Linked DNA regions of Sus scrofa: region 2 is linked to region 1. The links are chromatin contacts, called in public Hi-C maps. All regions are on one chromosome and are shown on one strand. Each heading gives the region's core, a stretch centred on a gene start, on an enhancer-like site or on the middle of the called end of the contact. The rest is flanking DNA. Distances are from core to core; before and after follow the strand shown. Region 1 holds the start of RUSC2 (iporin). Region 2 holds the start of FAM166B (family with sequence similarity 166 member B).

Region 1 (4,452 bases), core at 1,126-3,625:
TAACCAAAAACTAAACTCAAAAACTGGTCTACAGGCACGATGTCCACGCTTAACCCAGCTCAGGAGCCCCTTTCTGCTTTCAGAAAAATCTGAAATTCCTGATCCAAGATTTACTTTATAAAGTTATAATGATAAGTCAGAGAATAGGAAAAAGAAAAAGTAAAGGATATATTAAAGCTAGAAATGGTTGAGAACATACCCAGGTTCTAGTTAGGCAGGCCTGGCCTCAAAAAGGGACCTTAAACACAGCATAAAAATCAGAGGAAACCAGATTTTGACTTTCCTCAGAGCAGAAACAGCGAGGATGACTGCCTTATAGCCATACATATGAGGGACACAAGTAGCAGAACACCAGAGATCTGGTGGTATCTCCCCTCCTCTAAACCATACCACTGCTTAATTTCCGTGGAGCCTCTTAAGAAACTCCAGCCATTGCTTTTACCTACACTCTGAGCCCCAGGTACAATAATGCTACTAGTAGTCAGGCAAACTATTTCTTAGCTTATAAATTCCCACAGCTTTCCAGCCATTGTTTCAATACTCAGCAATATCATCTACTTCCCCGTGGAACCTGGGCGAAAACTGAGGTCTCAGAACCCTGTCTTAGCTTCAGCAAACTGAATCTTTTCAGATCATCCTCCTAGAAATCAACAAAACAGGTTTCAGGCTCTCTGTTCTTAGAGAAAAACATCTTTAAAAGGCCTATGTTCTTATTTACTACAGATATGTCCACAAAGTGGTAATCCCTGCCCCATTCCGGTCTACTGAGATATAAATGGCCCATATATGGCCTGATCATACCGTAGCAGTATTTAGGAATCTTTGAATATTTCTCACACTAGGCCAGCCTGGGATTTCTATTCCAGTGGGGGTGGGGAAGAGATGTACTCAAGAACTAAAGGGTAAAATAACTGAGATCCTTCATTCCTCCAACCTGTCCCGAAGCACCAGCAGACCAGTTACACCAAGTCGGATTTAAAGGCTGTAGTTAGCCTCCACAATTCTTCCCTAAAGGGAGCAGCCAGTCTCTGGAGCAGAGGATCGGGTAGGGATCATCCCGGCAAAGCTCTCTCAAGATTATCTGGGCAGCCTCTAAAGGCACTGACCAGTAAAAATTCCCGGGTCATGACTTTGGTAAACAGAACATAAAGGGAAAACCGCTGATATGTAGAGGCTCCTATATAAAAGAAATCAGACGCATGAATTGAAAACTGCATATATTCAGTTCTATGCTCCCAATGAGTGCAAGTAGCCCTCCAGATTGCCCCCCCCCCGCCCCCCGTCAAGTAGGTAGTGATATTTTCCCCTCTAAAGCACTCTGCCTCACAGTCTCTGCATTGGGCTCATTCACCCACCCATCATACATTTACTGAATGCTACCATGTGCCAGGCACTGTGCTGGGCGTTGTAGATAAAAATGAACAGTGAATGGTTCTTGCCTTCAGAGCTGTCCCCTGATGTCCTCAGGGCCAGCTTGGCAAGCCCAAGCCAGCCCTGGGCAACGGGATGACAGCGCCCTTTGCAGCAGGTTAAGAGTGGTGGCAGGGGGCTGGCAAAACTGCCAGGCCAAAGGTTTTCTCAAGGTAAAACTGGATGCAGATACCAGCTTGGCAACCAGGGGCCAAAAGGGCGGAGGGTGCAAAGGACCCGGGCTGGGTGCTGGGCTACCGCGCTACCGCAGGGCGGTCACAGGAGATGCAGTACAACGATGACTACTGGGCACGAGTCAACTGAGGGGGTGTCTCCGAAGGGCAGTTTGAGAGACGGTTGGCTTGGAGCTGGGGAGACGCCTGAAAGGATGGTTGGTCCTGGGTGTCTGAGGGTTCAGTGTACGGCGGAGCTGAAGTGTCAGGGCAGGCTGAAGATGGAGCTTGCTCGAGGGGGTCGGAGAAGATGCGAGGGAGGGTGGGCCTGAGGGAACCAGGGGGAAAGGCTGAGCGTCCGGGCGGGGGCGCTAAGGGCTGGATAGGTGGGCCTTTCTCCTAAAGGATCGTTTGCAACGGGAAGGCAGTGGGTCTCCGGGACTCCGCCCGCCCCCAGGTTTCTCGCCTCAGCGTCCTACCTGATTTCTCGCCTCACTGTGCTCCCACGGCGAAGGCGGCGACGTAGTCTCGAGCACTCCAGGGGTCGCGTTGCAGCCGGGACAAGCAGACGTCCCCCGCCTCTCTAGACAGCTTGGTAACGCCCGCTACCCCCTGCAGCTGTGGCGCTGATGGTCCAACCCGAGTCTCCCTCATGCCGCCCCTCCGGACGACCCGTGGTTCGGTCCGCTGGGCCCGCGAGGGCTCACCCACCGCCCCTGCTCCCGCTGCAATAGGCGCAACGAGTCACGCGCAGTGCTTTCCCGCGAGGGAAGCGGCGAGGCTTTGGCTGTGGACCCGCCCTCTGCGGCTGGCGCCCCGCCCCTTCGGGTGGTGCCGGGTTAAGAGCACTGCCTTGTGCTGGAACCCAGAGAACCTTCGCGCAGCTTTAACACCCTGTGGAAGGGAGGTGCATTTGTGCCCCCACCTTTGGCTAAGGCCTCGATTCTCTGCCTGACACCCGGGTGGAACCTCTTGGGAAAACCAGAAAAAGAAAACTAAAGCCTGATCTCAGCCGGGACCGAGTGAACTAGAATCACCTGTGGGGTGGAGTAGGGGTTGGGTGGTGCGGCAGGCTTTGGTTTATTTGTTTGTTTATTTATTTATTTATTTCTGTGATTGGGGCTTATGGAAGTTCTTGGGCCAGGGAATGAATCTAAGCTACAGCAGTGACCGGAACTGCTGCTGTGACAATACTGGATCCTTAACCCTCTCTGTTGCAGGAGAACTCCCAGGCTTTGATATTTTTTCAAGTATCCCATTGTATAGCCAGGGTAAAGAAAAACCTGGTAAAATCTAGAATGGACAAAGACTCCTTCAGCCAAAAATTTAGTCAGGCTAAGTCTGCCCCCGGGGGTTAGGCTCATCTTTGGGCTTCTCTCTGTGTCCCTGTACAATTCAGTTTTGAGCAAGGATCCCTGTAAATCAGTTTGTTGAAAAATCGAACACCCTTGGTATCTGACCACCTTTGATATTTTAGCACCTTGGTCTGCCTCCAGCAAAAATTCTTTTGAGTTGGTCTACTAAGAATCCCCCTTATTCCTGATGTTTCTTATTGGTAACTGCTATGATCATATCCCTCCAAAATTTATATGTTAAAATCCTAACCTGCAAAGATTAAGTGGGGCCTTCGGTAAGTGATTAGGTCATGAGGAGCACACGGGATTAGGATTAGTGGTTTTATAGATCTCATAGAGCTCCCTAGCCCAATCCTCCAGGTGAGAAGTCTGTGACAAGAGGGCACTTAGCAACCCAGTCTCCAGAACTGTGAGAAATTTGTCTATAAACTACTCAGTTTGAAGTGTTTTATTATAGCAGCCCAAATTGACGAAGGCTGTACTTTTCCACCCACTGACCTCTACCACTACTCTGTTTCTGGGCTGATAAATTACCATTGTCTTTGTTGGGGTCGGAGTTGAGCTCAATCTGTCCACCACTGCAACACTCTGCTGCAGTGGTCTCTACCTACTCCATGGTTCCACCCCGCTACTTAAAGTATGCCTTACTACTCTTTAACAAGTGTCATGAATAATTTTTTTGGGGGGGAAGTTCCTGGTCAGTGGTTAACGAATCCGACTAGAAACCATGAGGTTGTGGGTCCAATCCCTGGCCTTGCTCAGTGGGTTAAGGATCCAGCATTGCTGTGAGCTGTGGTGTAGGTTGCAGATGCGGCTCAGATCCCACATTGCTGTGGCTCTGGCGTAGGCCGGTGGCTACAGCTCCGATTCAACCCCTAGCCTGGGAACCTCCATATGCCGCAGGAGCGGCCCAAGAAATAGCAACAATAACAACAACAACAACAACAACAAAAAGACAAAAGACAAAAAAAAAAAAAAGTTTTTCTTTCTTTTTTCTTTTTTTTTTTTTTTTTTGTCTTTTTAGGGCCACACCCATGGCATATGAGGTTTCCAGGCTAGGGGTCAAATGGGAGCTACAGCTGCTGACCTACACCACAGCCACAGCAACGCAGGATCCAAGCCGCATCTGTGACTTACACCACAGCTCATGGCCACGCCGGATCCTACCCACTGAGCAAGGCCAGGGATTGAACCCATGTCCTTATGGATACTAGTCGAGTTTGTTAACTGCTGGGCCATGACAGGAACTCCTTTTTTTTTTTTTTTTTTTTGGTGTTTTTAGGGCTGCACCCGTAGCACATGGAAGTTCCCAGGTTAGAGGTAGAATTGAAGCTACAGCTGCCAGCCTACATCACAGCCACAGTATGCCAGATCCAAGCTGCATCTGTGACCTACACTGAAGCTTGTGGCAACACCAGATCCTTTAACCCACTGAATGAGGCCAGGGATCAAAGCTGCATCCTCAAGTATACTAGTCGGATTCTTAACCTGCTGAGCCATAATGAGAACTCCAG
Region 2 (4,120 bases), core at 849-3,348, 59 kb before region 1:
CTGTAGCTGCTGGCCTATACCACAGCCACAGCAACATGGGATCCAAGCACATCTGTGACCTACACCACAGCTCACAGCAACGCCAGATCCTTAACCCACCGAACAAGGCCAGGGATCGAACCCGCAACCTCATGGTTCCTAGTCGGATTCGTTAACCACTGAACCACGACGGGAGCTTCACCCAGGTCTGTACTTCTCTTAGAATCTGAATTGTTTTCTTAACAAATTCAATCTGCCCCTTAATATTATTTATTTTTGTCTTTTTAGGGCTCACCCATGGCATATGGAAGTTCCCAGGCTAGAGGCTGAATTGGTGGCCTGCCAACACCACAGCCACAGCAACACAAGATCCGAGCCAAGTCTGTGACCTACACCAAAGCTCATGGCAATGCCGGATCCTTAAACCACTGAATGAGGCCAGGGATTGAACCTGCATCCTCATGGATACTAGTCGGGTTTGTTACCAGTGTGCCATGCAGGAACTTCCTGCCCCTTAGTTTTAAACCCCAACATTATCTTCATATCTCCTTCCCCTGAACTCCCACAGTGAGAAAACTTGTATCCACTGAATTTACTAACTATTCATTGATCTCCTATTTGTGTAGAAGCTTAAAGACAAAACTAGACAACTGGAAAGGAAATTAAGTTTTAGTAGCTATGTGCCAGGTGTTGGGATAAGTTCTTTCACACACACTATCTGACTTTATTCTTTTTTTTTCTTATTCTTTTTAAGGCTGCACCTGGAGCGTATGGAAGTTCCCAGGCTAAGGGTCAAATCAGAGCTACAGCTGCAGGCCTACGCCTCAGGTTGCAGCAACTCCAGATCCTTAACCCACTGGTTGGGGCCAAGGATCCAACATGCATGCTCATAGACACTATGCTGGGTTATTAACCCACTGAGCCACAATGGGAATTCCTGACCTTATTCTTAACAGCACCTTGGTAGGTTAGGCTAGGCTATTTTAAGAGTTAAGAGTTTAAGAGTTAAGGGATTTCAGGAAGTTCCTATGTGGTGCAGCAGGCTAAGGATCTGGTGTTGCCACAGAGTTAAGGGATTAGGGATTTAAGAGTTAAGAGTTTAGGGATGTTAAGAGTTTGGGGATTTCAGGAAGTTCCTATGTGGTGCAACAGGTTAAGGATCTGGTGTTGCCACAGCTGTGGCCCAGGTCCCAAGTACAGTGCAGATTCAATCCCTGGCCCAGGAACTTCAACATGCCATGGTTGCAGTAAAAAAAAAAAAAAAAAAAAAAAAAAAAAGTTTAGGCATTTCAGGTTCAGAAGAAGTCACCTTGTTCAAAGAAGGTAGTTTGGCTCAAGGTCACAAGCTATTTGGAACGCATGACTGCCTGACTTCACACCTGTGTACTTTGCTCTACCCTGTTTATTGCTACAAAACATATTTGCATACATTAAGTTGAGTCTCACGACAATAACAGGGTGAATGGTACTATCTGCATTTTATAATTGAAGAGAGTAGGGTTCAGAGATACTAAACGACTTGTCCTAGTCATATGGAGCTTAGCCATTCAGACTCTGCCACTGTAGAGTGTGCCTGGCAGAGCAGGGCATATTTGTTGAATAGATGATGATCTGGACTATAGTAGTAATTCTTGTCAAATTATATTATTGAAAATAAACAATGTCACTGCCTAGAGTTCTCTAGGTTCCTTTTCTCCCCCTATAATCTCCCCTCTGGGCTTTCGTAGGAACTCTATCACCTTCCACCAAAACTCACAAAGAGTAGAATCCACATCTCCTCAGGGAGGTGCTCAGACAAGGGCTTAAGAAGGAAGGGCTCTCTTTTGAGACAGAGCTCAATGGACCTACAGTTTTAGTTCTCCCACCTCCCACTTCAGGGCTTTCTTGGGCCCTGGAGTGCCGCAGCTGTACTCAAGTCTTCTCCCTGCCCCCAGGTGGCAGGACTGTATTTGCTCTGGGACAGACAGACCCGTGAGCCTCTGCTCTCCTGTCCCGCAGGCCTGGGCCCTGGCAGTCATCCCACTGGTGCTCCCTCTCCTCTCCTCCCTGAGCCCCGCCTCCTGCCTCTGGCTCCACCTCACCGCCCTGGACACAGTCAGTACACACAGCCCAGAGGCTTAGCTCAAAGAGAAACAAAACGAACTGACTGGGTTCCCATGACTATGGCTAGCACCTTCATACCAGGGCTGAACCCTAAGAACCCACATTATATCCCAGGGTAAGACTTCTACCCAGAGCACACCCCTGTTAGCTTCTGGGAATAAGGGTAAGGATACAGGAACTGTGCCACCTGGGGGTGAAGTGGACATGATGGCGTGGGAGGCTTAGGGCCGGGACATCTATGTTGGATGGAAAAGGAAAAGCAAGGGAATAGGAGTAGCCAGGCTTACCATGAAGCTTTGTGTTGTGTTCTCCACGGTAACAGGGTAACAGTAGAGGGGAAGGGTTGAAAACACAGACAAAGAACTAAGAAATGCCTGCTCCAAATATACACACAGCTGAGTCCAGAAATGATCTGGGAGTGAGAGGTCTCTGTTCCCATCTCTGGGGACGGTGAGGCCAGGGGATTCTGGAGGTGAGTGGGTGAGACTTGTGCTACAGGTACACCGGACACTGCCCACTACTTCGGTTCAGCATGGGTCAGACCTACGGGCAGACAACTGGTCAGCTACTTCGCGGCTCTCCTGGCCTAGCGTGGCCCCCTGCCCATCGCACACTTCTGCCTCCCATTCGGTCTCCAAGATCTCCTGAGATTCCCAGGAGAAGCCTGCCTGTCAGGCGTGGACATGAAAGGCTCAGCTCCAGCATGATCCCTGGGTATACAGGTTTGTACACAGGTATGAACAGGTACCCCCAACCTAGAACAAGGGTCCCCCACACTAACAGAAATTTTCCTTATCCCCTGCCCGCCTAGGTTTTGTACCCCAGGCACAGTTCATCTTTGCCAAGAACTGCAACCAGGTCTGGGCTGAAGCTCTGAATGATTTTACTCAGTGGTATGGGGGACAAGGGAGTCAGGAGCTACCAAAGGAGGCCAAGGGAGAAAAAGACATGGAGAAAGACCAACAGCCAAAGCTGGAGGCAGAGGTGGAGGCGGAAAACGAGCCAGAGCTGGGGCAGGAGGTGGAGCAAGTAAGGCCAAGAAGGCTGAGGGGAGTACAGTGGGGTGGGAGTTGGAAGCCTTACCTCTCTGTGGCCAGGCCTGGGGTGACCGTGAGTAGTATGGCTGTGGGTACAGGGACGAGGGCTAGACTGCCAGCTCCACCTCCCTGGGAGCTTGTGTTCCAGCCCAGGGGCTGAATTTGATAGTCATGTTTTTCTTCTATTAACTTCTCACAAGGCTTCCCCTTATTCTATGGATGACAGAGATCCTCGAAAGTTCTTCATGTCAGGTGAGAAGTTGTAGGTAACGACCAAAGGCATGGGGCGGGCGGTGCTCAGGAGGTCCTGGCTTAGTATTCCCCCTCCAACCCCCTAGGCTTCACTGGTTATGTGCCCCGTGCCCGCTTCCTCTTTGGCTCCAGCTTTCCTGTGCTCAGCAACCAGGCACTGCAGGAATTTGACCAGATGAAGTCACAGGGCAGATCCCAGAAGGATCCTAAACATCTTCCTCCACTTTCCAGGACCTACCCTCATAACCTAGGCCTTTTGCCTAAATATGGGGGGTATGTGCCAGGTAAGGCAAATCTCAGAGGGAGGCTTTGGGGACTGGAATATTTGCGTGTGTGTGATAGATGGAGGTGGTTTGGGGGTTGGTACCAGTAGATACGGGGGACCTTGGATCACGTGGTTCAGCTTTATCATTGCGGAGATAAGGAAACTGCTGTAGCTCCTAGTTGGGATTAGGATCAGATTTTGGAGGGTAGCTTGAAGGTTCTTGGTAGCTGGCTGAGAAATAACTTCTCGGCCTCCGGCTATAAATGACAGATTCTTTTCACCACACAGGGTATAAGTTCCAGTTTGGCCGCACATATGGGCATCTCACCCATGATGCTCTGGGCCTCAGCACCCTCCAGAAGCAGCTCCTGGCATAGGTACCTGGACTTCAAGTTCTCTCTTCCCTTTTCATCCTATCCCAGCCATCCTTTTGTAAAGAAGAAAGATGGGCTGAAGGGTGGGAGGAGGCACAAAGAGAGAATGG

Evidence for each region. A called contact is a pair of places that touch in the nucleus more often than the background predicts.
Region 2: a contact with region 1 is called in a Hi-C map of liver, with 1.6 times the contacts expected there. The contact joins the promoter of FAM166B here to the promoter of RUSC2 in region 1. A contact is called at or near these places in 1 of 5 promoter capture datasets (liver), 21 of 47 Hi-C or Micro-C datasets (adipose tissue, alveolar macrophages, blood and 11 more) and 2 of 2 datasets of contacts at active chromatin or transcription factors (alveolar macrophages and skeletal muscle).

Annotation. Positions count from the first base shown.
Region 1 is chr1:236,263,838-236,268,289 of Sscrofa11.1, reverse strand. RUSC2 (iporin) reads right to left here and starts at 2,375. Exons shown (of 12, transcript XM_001927812.5): 1 at 2,063-2,375.
Region 2 is chr1:236,322,959-236,327,078 of Sscrofa11.1, reverse strand. It overlaps FAM166B (family with sequence similarity 166 member B), which reads left to right and starts at 2,098. Exons shown (of 6, transcript NM_001243630.1): 1 at 2,098-2,197; 2 at 2,581-2,804; 3 at 2,894-3,111; 4 at 3,320-3,371; 5 at 3,458-3,655; 6 at 3,925-4,120. The coding sequence starts at 2,136. The coding sequence ends at 4,013.